2 separate regions of the Macaca mulatta genome follow, and region 2 is linked to region 1. The links are chromatin contacts, called in public Hi-C maps. All regions are on one chromosome and are shown on one strand. Each heading gives the region's core, a stretch centred on a gene start, on an enhancer-like site or on the middle of the called end of the contact. The rest is flanking DNA. Distances are from core to core; before and after follow the strand shown.

Evidence for each region. A called contact is a pair of places that touch in the nucleus more often than the background predicts.
Region 2: a Hi-C map of liver shows a contact between it and region 1, with 3 times the contacts expected there. The contact joins the promoter of IL22RA1 here to the promoter of IFNLR1 in region 1. A contact is called at or near these places in 2 of 14 Hi-C or Micro-C datasets (blood and liver).

What each region holds. Positions count from the first base shown.
Region 1 is chr1:216,772,240-216,778,662 of T2T-MMU8v2.0, forward strand. It overlaps IFNLR1 (interferon lambda receptor 1), which reads left to right and starts at 3,883. Exons shown (of 7, transcript XM_015131243.3): 1 at 3,883-4,171. The coding sequence starts at 4,114.
Region 2 is chr1:216,810,116-216,816,831 of T2T-MMU8v2.0, forward strand. IL22RA1 (interleukin 22 receptor subunit alpha 1) reads left to right here and starts at 2,826. Exons shown (of 9, transcript XM_077969891.1): 1 at 2,826-2,907.

The DNA.
Region 1 (6,423 bases), core at 2,633-5,132:
GTGGTTAAGAAAGGCTCCCTGAGGAAGTGGCACGTGAGCTGAGACTGGAAGCGAGAATAGGGGCCTGCTGGAAGACTAGTGGCAGATAAGCCTGGGAAGGAAATTCCTGCCACGGGGACCAGTGTTTGAAAAGGCCAGGGGGCAAGAGAAAGAAGGGAACTGGAAGTCTCTGTGGCGGAACACAGAGAACTGGTGGGGAACTTCAAAAGGTGGATGGAGGCTGCATTGTGAAAACATTTAACAGCTGCGTAAGAGATTTTGAGCCTCAAGCCGAGGACCAGAGACTTTTAACATGAGCCCCACAGGCCCTTAGGGGTTGTGATATGGTTTGTTCTAAACATAGAAAAGCTCAGTTGTGGTGCGACAGATGTTGGGTCCTCCAACAGTGAAGGAAATCGGCTTCTTCCACCCAGTGGTGTGCTGGAGTTGGCTCGTACAGGCTCAGGAGCCAGTTGTGCACATTTCTTCCTTTGTGTTTTTTGTTTTTGTTTTTGTGTTTGTGTTTGTTTTGAGATAGAGTCTCTCTCTGTCGCCCAGACTGGAGCACAGTGGCACGATCTCGACTCACTACAAGCTCTACCTCCTGGGCTCACACCATTCTCCTGCCTCAGCCTCCCGAGTAGCTGGGACTACGGGCGCCCGCCACCACACCCGGCTAATTTTTTTGTATTTTTAGTAGAAACGGGGTTTCACCATGTTAGCTAGGTTGGTCTCGATCTCCCGACCTCGTGATCTGCCCGCCTCAGCCTCCTAAAGTGCTGGGATTACAGGCGTGAGCCACCGCGCCTGGCCACATTTCTTCTTATCTCCGTGTTCAGTGACCTCACATTTGCTAGCTGCAAGTCAGCCACAGTGGGGATATTCACACCACGAAGGTGGGCAAACACAAGAAAGCAGGACTTTTACCCCATCCCCTAAACCCCCAACCAGTTGTGAAACATTTATCAGCACCACTGCTTCGTACCTAATATTCCAACTCAAAGAGGAAGCTGGCTCTCCAGCGCGCCCGCTGTTTCGCTCAGGAGCGTTGAGAGGTTAGCGCCATGACCTTTGCAAATCAGGAAGTGATTAAGACTGGGGAGGTTTGCTCTTGTTTGCCCTTAAGAAAGCAAGAGCCTGGGTAGCAGAAGTTTTAAAACCACAAGCTTTGAGGACAGACTGAGTTCCAGATCGCAGCCCTGTCACTATAATTAGCTGTGTGACCTAAGCAAGGAATATAACCTCTCCCAGTTTCATCTGTTAAAAGGGGATGTTAATAATAATATCCACATAGGGTTGTTGTGAAGATTAAATACTATATGTAAACTGCAGTGCCACTATATAACAAAGACTCAATAAAGATTCATGCAACCGGATGTTTGGGATAAAGAGATATCAATAGAGATATACTCATTTTATTCCAGAATGGATGAATTGTCAGTATTTGAGATACCTGAAAGAAATTGAAGCAATATATTGAGGACCTAAGTAGAGGCAAGGTCATGGCAACTGGCTGAGATTTTCTGATCAGCATCTATAGATGACATATTTTTTTAAGGTTTTGAAAGATCCAACTTGGCCAAGCGCGTAGTCACAAAATGTCTCTTGAAGGATCAAGGCATCTGAACACACAATTTCCTAACTCGAAACTATGGGCGGTGGGGGAGGTGGGGGAAGAGGAACGAGAGAACAAACATGTGACAAACAAATTGTCAAAAAAGAGCAGGTGCCAGTTTCAGACGCATGGCACAGGAGCCCATGGGTGGAGCAGCTGGCAAATGAAGATATTTCTGCCTCCGCTGCTGAACCGCTCCAAGTGCAGTGGGATTCTGGGTCTGAAAGAGTTGCAGTTGCTGGGTGGAGATGAAAGTCAACATTTCAGGGCCGGGTGCGGTGGTTCATGCCTATAATCCCAGCACTTTGGAAGGCCGAGGTGGGCAGATCACTTGAGGCCAGGAGTTCGAGATTAGCCTGGCCAACATGGTGAAATCCCGTCTCTACTAAAAATACAAAAATTGGCTGGGCGTGGTGGCTCACACGCATGAGAATCACTTGAACCAATAGGTAGAGGTTGCAGTGAGCCATGATCGCGCTACTGCGCTCCAGCCTGGGTGACAGAGTCTCTGTCAAAAAGAAAAAAAAAAAAGCAAGAAAGTAAGAAAGTAAAAAAAAAAAAGCAAGAGAGAGAGAGAAAGAGAGAAGAAAGAAGGAAAGGAAGGAAAGAAGGGAGGGAGGGAGGGAAGGAGGGACGGAAGAATGAAGGAGAAAAGAAAGTCAACAGTCAACATTTCAGAGACCCCAAGATACCGACACTGACCGTGCCTGCTACTCTTCCATCCTCCTCCACCCTGCACCTTTGAGGTGGGATCGCGTCTTCTGTAAGCAGGGCTTTGTTAAGAGGTCCTAATTAAGGCCAGGCCCAGTGGCTCATGCCTGTAATCCCAGCACTTTGGTAGGCCGAGGCCGGCAAATCACCTGAAGTCAGGAGTTCAAAACCAGCCTGCCCAACATGGTGAAGCCCCGTCTCTACAAAAATACAAAAATTAGCTGGGCATGATGGCAGGTGCCTGTAATCCCAGCTACTTGGGAGGCTGAAGTGGGAAAATAGCTTGAACCTAGGAGGCAGGGTTGCAGTGAGCGGAGATCACACCATTGCATTCCAGCCTGGGTGACAGAGCTTCCATCTCAAAAAAAAAAAAAAAAAAAAAAAAAGTGGTCCTGATTAAGCAGAAGCCTTAGATTCTAGTCCCAGAAGCATCCTGAAATTTCCAAAAGAAATTTTCCCCGTGGTCAAACTCAGAGAAACTTTTGGATCCACCAAGCTCTGTGAAAATCATTTTCTCTTCCAAAAATGATGGGATCAAAGCTGATCCCAGTTTCAAATAATTATCAAAAAATTGGAAACGAAATATGATCAGAAAAGAAGAAAGTTGAAAAAATCCTCATCACCCAAAGACAACAACCATTAATATTTTGGTGGTTACTATTCCAAATCCGTTTCTACGCATACAGATAGACAGACACACGCACACACATAGTTGTTTTGTTTTGTTTTGTTTTTTTGAGACTGAGTTTCACTCTGTGGCCCAGGCTGGAGTGCAGTGGGGCGATCTAGGCTCACTGCAACCTCAGCCTCCTGGGTTCAAGCGATTCTCCTGCCTCAGCCTCCCTGATAGCTGGGATTACAGGCATGCGCCACCACGCCCGGCTGATTTTTTGTATTTTTAGTAGAGATGGGGTTTCACCATGTTGGCCAGGCTGGTCTCAAACTCCTGATCTCAGGCGATCCACCCGCTTCAACCTCCCAAAGTGCTGGGATTACAGGCGTGAGTCACCGCGCCCGGCTACACACACACTTTTGTAATGGGCATATATTTTAGCACTCGCTTTTCTTTTTCTCAGTGTGTTGCAAACACCTCGGTGTCGATACACACCATTCGGCAACGTCCTCCTAAAGGGCCGCAGAATATTGCGCGTCGTGGCGTGTGCCTTACGGGGAAGCTACTAGCTACTGTCCAGTTGAACACCACAGGCTTCGGGGTCAGAAGACAGCTTTCCCCAGAACAAGCACCTGAAGCTCTGGGGCCTGCCGCTCTCCGGGAGAGAAGTACGTGGAGGACGGCAGCACGCACCCCCAGGGATCCCAGGGGGCATTCAAGGTAATCGCGTGTGTAACGCTAAACGCGCTCGGAAACGTGCTCGGATCCCACCAATGGCATCTGAGGCCGCGTAGCCAAACCGGCCTTGAACTCTCCCTAGTCCTGCCCAAATGGCACATCCTGGAGCACTGGATTGACCGTGGGTTATTGATCATCAGCCGGTTTCCTCCCCTCCCCTGCCCTTCCCACGTGCACGGATTTACTGATATTTTTTCCCCGGAAATTGAGTAAAACAAAACTAAGCGCAGATGAAGCGGAGGTACGGGCGGGTTTCGAGCGCGGGGGCCGGCGCGCTCCCTCCCCACGGCGGGGCTGTCCCCGGGGACCCGCCCAGTGAATCCCGGGCGGCAGGGACGGGCCCGCGGCTCTGCGGGCCATTGGCTGCCGACTGCGTCACCTGCCCGCGGTGGGGTAGAAGGAGGGAGGCCGGAGGCGGGGACCTGGGCCCGGGCGGGGACGCCGCGGCGGGGAGGCCATGGCGGGGCCTGAGCGCTGGGGCCCCCTGCTCCTGTGCCTACTGCAGGCCGCTCCAGGTAAGGGCGCGGGGCCGCGGGAGGGCGGGGGAAGAGGGCTCCCCGGGCCGGGCCGCGCCCACCCTCGGACCCGGAGCTCCTGGGACAGGCAAGGGGTCCGCAGCCACCCGAGCCAGGTGAGAATCTGCCCTGCCTACGCGCCCCCAGTTAGCTTCTTCCCAGGACGGAACAGAACCGGGTCTTTGAAATTCCTCTCCCGCAGGAAACTAATCCAGTTTCCTAATGCTTCCAGCTTCAGGAGAACAGGAAAAAAGACAGCGACAGTTTTATACTGCATCTTCTTTTTTAATAAAGTGCTTTTTAATGTTTCCTAAAGAAAGCACTGATCCCTGTGTGAAAACCACACTCGACCCTAAAGTGTAGGCAGTAGGGAAGGTGGGACCGATTGATGTCCCTTCCCATTCCTGCCAGGCCTCCGGTGGGACAGAGCTCTGGTTTCGCCTGTGCCCTGCTTCCTAACAAGACACCTTTTTTCCCCCACCTCTACTGTTAAGTAAGGTGTCGGTACAAAATTCCTTGCCGTAGGACCCAACCACCAAACCTCACCGCCCACCACTCCAACCAAAGCAGGGAGGAGAAGGTCCAGAAATTGCCCCCAGATATTTTCCTAGTCTTGGACTCACAGTTTGAAGAGTTGGTAAGGTCCCTGGGCGTAATCCAATCATCATAAAAGTCAATATTTATTGAGCAACTTCTTTGTGCCAGGCGCCACATTATTCTAGAAGCCTCACAGTCCAGCCATCCTAGGAGGTAGATATTATTGTCACTTTTCCGATGGGGAAACTGAGGCTCTGAGCAATTCAGGGAATTGCTTAAGAAGGACGGCAGAGGTGAGGCACACAGAAGACAGAAGATGGGCTGAAGCAAGCCTGGCTAGGTCTGGCCTCTGGGGTAGGCACCTGGGATAGGCTGTCCATCCACTTGGTCACCAGGCCAGCCAGGGATGCCCCAGGCCACAGTGCCCACAGCAGCGTTCTCTGTGGCTGATGAGGAGCAGTGTACCTGTGTGTGGAGGGAGGGTGGGGTCTTCTGTTCCCCTTTCACTGTCAAGCCCAGACCTTCTTGTACTTTCATCTGATAAATATTTAATATACACAACACTGACTGTGGTGCGATGATTTAGGAGTAAGTACAGCCAGATCTACGTTCAAATACTGGCTCCTGTGTAGCCTCAGGCAAGTTAGTTAGCATCTGTCTCTAAGTCTAGTGCCCTTTCCATGGAAGCAGAATGAATGACACCACCCCATAGGGTGGTCTGTCCCAAGGATCACTGAGGTTTTGCGTGTAAAGAGCCAAACTAGTGCCTGGCATCCTTTGAAGGCTTCACAGAGGAAAGTTACTCTAGCTGCTGTTTTTCTCCTGTGACCTAGCTCGAATATGGGGACTGTCCTGCCGATAGGATACCTTGAAAACAGCCTGGTCTCCTGTTGGTCACCTGTTAGGAAGTCCAGAAGCTGGGAGTAGTAATAGCACTAGCCTCGTAGTGATACAGTCCCAGCTAGAGGACACAGGATAAGGTAGAAGCAGGCACCCACTTTTGGGTCTAAAAGGTCATGGGTAGGCATCCCAGGCTGGGGAGAGCCATCCGTAGAACTGGGTCCTCCCTCCCTGATGCCGTTCTACAACCTGTATGGATTTCCATCATGGCCCATGGGACATTTCAGGGCCCTGAATTCTCCATGGGACCATGAACTCCTATAGGGCAGGAATGAAGCTGTGTTCTTTGAAATCCCTGGCATACCGTGGTCAACAGATCTTGTTTGACTAGTAGTCAACAGATGGAATAGTTGGAATCATAAAGCTGAATAGACCCCATGAGAACCTGGAGGACAAAGTACGGTCAAGAGCTCGGACTTTGGAGTTGACTAGGCCTGAATCTGATTCTACAACTTAATAGCTGAGAGGGCCTTGGTTTTCCCACCTGTAATGATTATAATTATTATAATGAATACCTGCCTCCTGGGGATGTGGTGAGGATTAAAAGAGAAAGTGCAGGTAAACTGTTTAGCACAGAACCTGGCTCATAGAACACAGCACACATTAGCTGCTATTATTATTATTCTTTTATTTATTTATATATTTTGAGATAGAGTCTCACTTTGTCACCCAGGCTGGAGTGCAGTGGCGCAATCTCGGCTCCCAGCAACCTCTACCTCTCGGGTTCAAGCAGTTCTCATGTCTCAGCCTCCCAAGTAGCTGAGATGACAGGCATGCACCACCATCTCAACTAATTTTTGTATTTTTAGAAGAGA
Region 2 (6,716 bases), core at 1,576-4,075, 37 kb after region 1:
AGCAGTGCAGTGATCCAGGTAACGCCAGGAGGGGAGTGTGGAGGCAAGATGGGGTGGTGGGGGAGGGAGGGCGGCCAGGCAAAGTGTGTCATCAACAGGTCCCTGCTGTGGGCAGCTGAACCTCAATGCCCCTGGAAAGCTCTGGAAGTCAATGTGGGATGCACTTCAGATTTGGTCCTCCTGCCAGGGACAGGAGCCAGGGAATCTAGCTACTCCCTCCCATCAGTCCAGTGTGGAGGCCGTTCCCTGAGGCAGAGTTGCAGGTACTTGCATTTGGAATCCACCAAGCTGAGTGCACAAGAGAGGGGAGTGCCATGGGGCTGAGGGCAGGGTCCCCAGCCAGTATCCCTTGTTGCAGTGAGGCTGGAGCTGACGGCTCACCCAACTGCAACTATGGTCCATGAAAGGATATGGAACAGCACCTGTGTGACTAACCTTGCACTCCCAAACTCATTCCAGCGGCTCTCCATTAGCGAGGGTCTCCCAGTTTCCAGCGACTCTCATAAGACCACCTGGTGACTGTCTAGCACTGTGCCCACAGTTGTCACCACTTATTGGTGCCAGGGTATGTGCTAGACCCAAGCCTAGCTGATCCTACAAGTCCGTCTCCCTGGAATTCAATAGTCTCCCTGGCTGGCTGGGCCTGGAGCAGGTACCTTCCAACCTGCCACGGCTGCATTTCCCAGTCTAAGGAACAGTCTGCAGACAAGACAAGAAAGCAGCCACTACCATGTGGGCTGCCAAGACAAGAAACAGTAACCCCTGCTTCTGGTCCCTTCCCCAGGTGCAGCTGCACCCCCAGCCTCGGCTTCATCCCACCTTTAAAAATCTTTTTTTCGAGACAGGGTCTCTCTCTCTTACCCAGGTTAGAGTACATGATCTCAGCATCTCAGCTCACTGCAACCTCCACCCACCAGGTTCAAGTGATTCTTGTGCCTCAGCCACCCAAGAAGCTGGGATTACCGGTGTGCACCACCACGTTCTGCCAATTTTGGGTGTTTTGTTTTGTTTTGTTGTGTTTTTTTGTTGTTGTTTTTTGTTTTGTTTTGTTTGAGATGGAGTCTCACTCTGTTGGCTCACTGCAACCTCCTCCTCCCAGGTTCAAGCAATTCTCCTGCCTCAGCCTCCCAAGTAGCTGGGATTATAGGCGCTCGCCACCATGCCCAGCTAATTTTTGTATTTTTAGTAGAGACGGAGTTTTGCCATGTTGGTGTATGTATATATATATATGTTTTTTTTTTTTTTTTTTTAGTAGAGACAGGGTTTTGCCATGTTGCCCAGGCTGGTCCTGAACTCCTGGTCTCAAGTGATCTGCCTACCTCGGCCTCTGAAAGTGCTAGGATTACAGGAGTGAGCCACTGTGCCCAGCTAGTTTTTGTATTTTTAGTAGAGACGGGGTTTCGCCATGTTGGCCAGGCTGGTCACTCCCCTCCCAAAGTGCTGGGATTACAAACATGCGCCACCACGCCTGGCCCCCCGCATCCTATGTACAAGTCCATGAAAGAAACCAGAATATGTTACCCCCAAATATGCCTCTTTGACACGGTATTTTTGAATATTTTTTAGCTAAGGTAGTTAAGAAGCAGCAAATAGTGGAAGAGCTCCCCTCTTTCCACCTAAAGCCAGGTTATAAAATTCTTTACTGGAGACAACTTTTACAAACCTTATGCCATCAGTTTACTCCCATTCACTTACCTTCTCAGAGGTTCCAGGAGCCTAAATCTACTTTCATTTGTCTTGCCACTTCTCTAAAATGTATTGTGTTTTTTTTTTCCCCCCCGGTTCCCCTTGTGGGATATGTTGAGGTTTCTCTTCAAATAATCTGATCCATCTTTTATTCTTTAATTCATAGTACCCCCACTCCACTTTCCTTTTTCTCCTTTTTTTCTTTTTTGCCTTTGTTCGATGCCCAGGCACACCACAGCACCAGGCGTTGTCAGTACCAGCTCACATTCCTTTCCTTATTTGGAAAGAAGACTAACTTTCTAGCTCATTACAGGCACCCCTTCCCCTTCCTCTCCACTTTCTTTTACGTGCCCACCTTATGTAAAAAAGTTCAAATGTTTAGCCAACCGGGATTCGTTTAGATTGTACAACCCGACCCCGACCAATGGGGAAAGAGTACAGGACTTGCGTCAGAAATAAAGGCTCTCGTGCCCTTTGTTCAGGTGTGCTCTCGTGGTGACTGGCCAAGGAGGCACCCCTCTGCGCAGAAGTAAAATTACTTTGCTAAGAATCCTTTGTTCGAGTGTTCAATTTCCTCGGGATTTTGAGCGTTATTCCCGGCGCTGTTTTGTCAGGATGAAATTTATTGTTCTTTACTGAAGATGCTCTCTAAGCCAGAGTCACAAGCCACTGCACCATCACCTTTGTTTGAGGTTACTCCCTCGTGATGTGTGCCGCACATATTACAGACTTGTTTTCCTCTTGTTAATCTGTCTTTTGTTACAGGGGGATCTGTCCCTACTATGAACACTTGAGGTTTTGAAATTATATTTCCTCTCCTGCCCCAGTATTTAAGCCAGGGCTTTCTATTACGTGTAACCAAATGTCCTTGCTAATTCACAAAGACAAGGAGACAGTGAATCCACCTCCCGGGTTCAAACGATTCTCCTGCCTCAGCCTCCCAAGTAGCTGGGATCACAGGCACCTGCCACCACGCCCGCTTTGGCCAGCTTCGGGTATCTGGTCCTTTCCAGGAAACAGGAAAGGACGTCCTCTCCAGGTGACCCGCCCTCCTCCTCCCCCTCCGCCTGCGCCTCCGCCTCCGCCTCCTTCTCCGCCTCCTCCTCCTTCTCCGCCTCCTCCTCCTCCTCCTCCTCCTCCTCCTCTCTCCCCTCGACCCAGCACGGTCGCCACCCTTGAGCTTCTCCGGGCCTGTCTGCTGCCACCTCCTGGACATTAGTGGTATGTCAGGGCGCGGTCTTACCTGAACCGGGCTCAGGGAGCCTGGAGAGGGGAGGGCTGGGGTAATAGACGTCCTGAAAACTTCCTTTAGGAAAGGGGTTACTTTTCCTCTTGGCACCAGCACCTGGCACAGAGTGGAAGCTTGGGATTGAGTAGGTGAATGAAAGAATAAGAATAAGAGAGTGAATTGGCATATGAATTGGAGTCAGTAAGTGGACGGCTGTGGCTGACTTACGTATAAGGTTTCAGGAGCTCTCGCATGCGATGATACCATCCTGATCCCAAATTCCTGTTGCCCGTGGGTGCCCGTCCTCCCTCACCCAGCATCTGCTGTGAGAGGGCACTGGTGCTGCTCAGCGAGCATAGCGATGTTGGAGGGAGTACGTGGGAGACAGAACAGGACCTTAACACTTGGGCTGGAATTCATTATTCTGTAATTGATTGTTTCCCATGTTATTTAGGGTTTGATCAACGGCTGCTGAGCTCATTCCTGTGTGCCTAAAGCGGAGCTGAAGTAATGAGGGTTGGGCTTTTGTTTTTTTTTTTCTAGAAAAACAGACTAGAAGCTATATCTAAATGCGTGAGTCAGCTCCACGAGTCAGTTCCTCAAGAGATACTGATTGACACCAGAACCGGTTCCAGCCCCGGGAGCCCCACCCTTGGCGTGTGACGCTACGTGACACGGAGGTGTGATGGCTTTATATAGGCTGAGTCTTTTTATTTCCCCCTAACTGCTTCTTTAAGTGGATGAAGAGGAGAAGGTCGCGAGGAGTGCCCTGCCCTGGTGGACAAAACCATCAGCATGTGGCGGGAGGCCCCTCTCTAGGAGAGTGGTGACTCCAGGGTGAGACATATCCCGCCCCATTCTGAGTCTGTTTCTCCAGGTGCTCAGCGGACCATCTGGGAAGCCAGAGTCCAGTAGGAGCCTGGAGCCTCCACACACCCATCTCTGAGCTCTAGGCCCCTTCTTCTAAGAGGCAACCTGCAGGATGCAATGCCGTTACTTTCTCCAGCCCTGGAATTGGGCCTCAGAAATGATAGCCAACTCAAACTTCTTTTTATTCCCCGAGTTGGAGTCTTGCTCTGTCATCCAGGCTGGAGTGCAGTGGTGCAATCTTGGCTCTCTGCAACCTCTGCCTCCTGGTTCAAATGATTCTCCTGCTTCAGCTGCCTGAGTAGCTGGGATTACAGGTGCCTGCCACCACGCCCGGCTAATTTTTGTATTTTTAGTATGATGGGTTTTTGCCATGTTGGCCAGACTGGTCTCGAACTCCTGACCTCAGGTGATCCGCCCATCTTGGCCTCCCAAAGTGCTGGGATTACAGGCGTGAGCCACTACACCCAGCCTCAAACTTCTAAGGGAATGTTATCATTCCCCTCATGCCCACCTCCCTCCATTGCCACACCTGCACACCAGCAGTCTAGGTTTCTGCAAAAGTTTTTTTTCTTTTTTTCCTTCTTTCTTTCTTTCTTTCTTCCTTTTTTTTTTTTCTTTTTTTTTGGCACAGTCTCCCTCTGTCGCCAGGCTGGAGTACAGTGGCATGCAGTCTTGGCTCACTGCAACCTCCGTCTCCCGGGTTCAAGTGATTCTCCTGCCTCGGTCTCCGAAGTAGCTGGGACTACAGGTGTGTGCCACCACGCCCAGCTAATTTTTGCATTATTAGTAGAGACGGGTTTTCACCATGTTGGCTAGGATAGTCTCCATCTCTTGACCTTGTAATCCTCCCACCTCTGCCTCCCAAAGTGCTGAGATTACAGGCATGAACCACTGTGCCTGGCCTGCAAAGATTTTTAAGGGACCGACCTGGTCCTTGGGTTCCTCATTTTGTAACAGAGGATGCTTGCTGCATGAGACCTCCTTCTCAGAAACTGTCCAGAGACAGCAACCCAGCAGCACTGAGGAGTAGAGACTTACTTCCATTTCTAGATGAGGAAGCTGAGGGCAAGAGGCTAAGGGACCCTCACACAGCAGGGAAGTGGCAGAGCTAGAATTCAGACCGGGTCTATCTACTCAAAGCCCATGTTCCATTCACTTCCCTTGGCTCCCATGGGGGCCTATGAAAGTGCTCCCCCATCCTGGCTGGAGATGCATGATGTTCTTAATGTTTTTATGAAGAAGCATGGCCTTGTACATGCCTTATAGGCACGTAATAAGCTTCTGGAACTTCAAACTCCCAAGAGAGCTGAAATTATAAGTAGAGTCAGGAAATTCTACAATGACTTTATGTTTGTGTGAATGACATTAGTCATGAAGGGAATTCTGCAATGTCAGGGGAGGTTTCCATCCCCAAAGTGACATCGAAGCAGAGGCCGTGCAAGCTGCAGAGGCCCTTAGGAGCGTTCTAGACCAAGCCTCCTTTACAGACAGGGAAGCTGAGGCCTCAAGAGGGGACAAGAGCTATTCATAGTCACCTGAAGTCAGGTGCAAGGTTGGGACCAGACCCAGGCTCTGGACCTGGGCCATGTAGTCAGGGTCCCTGATTGACACAGCCCAGGCATTGGAGTCAGATGGGCTCTCAGGCTTCATTCTTTGCTCCTGCTCTTCAGGAATGATCAGGAACCCCTCTAGGACCTGCCCCTGCAGAATCAACCACAGAGACAGCACCCCACACTCCCCGAAGACTTCCCGGAAACAGCCCACTGCCTTTTGATGTTGTTGCTTCTGGAATTCTTGGGTGTTGAGAGAAGGGACAGGAGCAGGTCACATTCCTGAGTATTTCATTGTAAAATGTGGTTTTTCTATAGCTTGGGGATGTTCCCTACAGTCTTAAAGCCCTGGCCAGCTTTCTCCAGCACACTCATTCACTCAGCAAATCTTACAGAGTACCTGCTCTGTGCCAGCTCCTACTAGACACTGAGACACTCGGGAGAGCGAGCTCCAGGCATTGTCCCTGTAGTCAGTACCGTGGGGAATGGGAAAGCACGACGCAATACATGCTAGGAGATGGGAACAGAGAGCTGGTGTTCCCAACCCAACCAAGGGGACAGCTCACACAGGGAAAGCTTCCTGGTGGAGGTGAATTGGAGAATAGGTCTGAAGAATGAATTGGAGTGAGACAGGAAAGTGGAGGTAGAAAGGGATTCTCGGAGACAAGACAGTGCATGGGTGCACTGGAGAAATTTGTCAGACAGAAAACAAGTGCTTTCCTGGAGGTCTGAGAATCAGCAAGGCAAACCTGCTGCTCTGAAGGCCAACGCTGTAAGTCGATGTTGGATACCTGCTCTACATTCAGCCACGTGGAGGGTACAGAGGAATACCAGGGAGCTCTTTGCAATCAAAATGCTTGACAAGCACCGTCCAATTGTAGAGCCCAGAGAACAATGTTATCTGGGGAGCCTTTACCACTGGAGGCAGCTTCGTTGGGAACACGTCCAGCAGCCAATACCTTTCTACCTCTCAAGGCAGCCACACCATCATAGCGAGAGCGATTTCCTTAAACTGAAAAAATGGCCTCCCTCATATGTCTCCTCCAACCACCCTAGTTTTCCTTTCAGAGATAGTTACACAAAAGGGTCTAGAGCCTTCTCCATGCAGTAGCCCCTCAGATATTTGAAGACAGTGCTCATATCTTACCTCCATTCCAACCCGATCTCTCCTGTTCATTCTTCTATCTGTTTGTTTGTTTAAAGGCAGAGTCTTGCTCTGTCACCCAGGCTGCTGGAGTGCAGTGGCTCAATCTCGGCTCACTGCAACCTCTGCCTTCCAGGTTCAAGCAATTCTCCTGCCTCAGCCTCCCGAGTAACTGAGATTATAGGCACTCGCCACCACACCCAGCTTTGTGTGTGTGTGTGTGTGTGTGTGTGTGTGT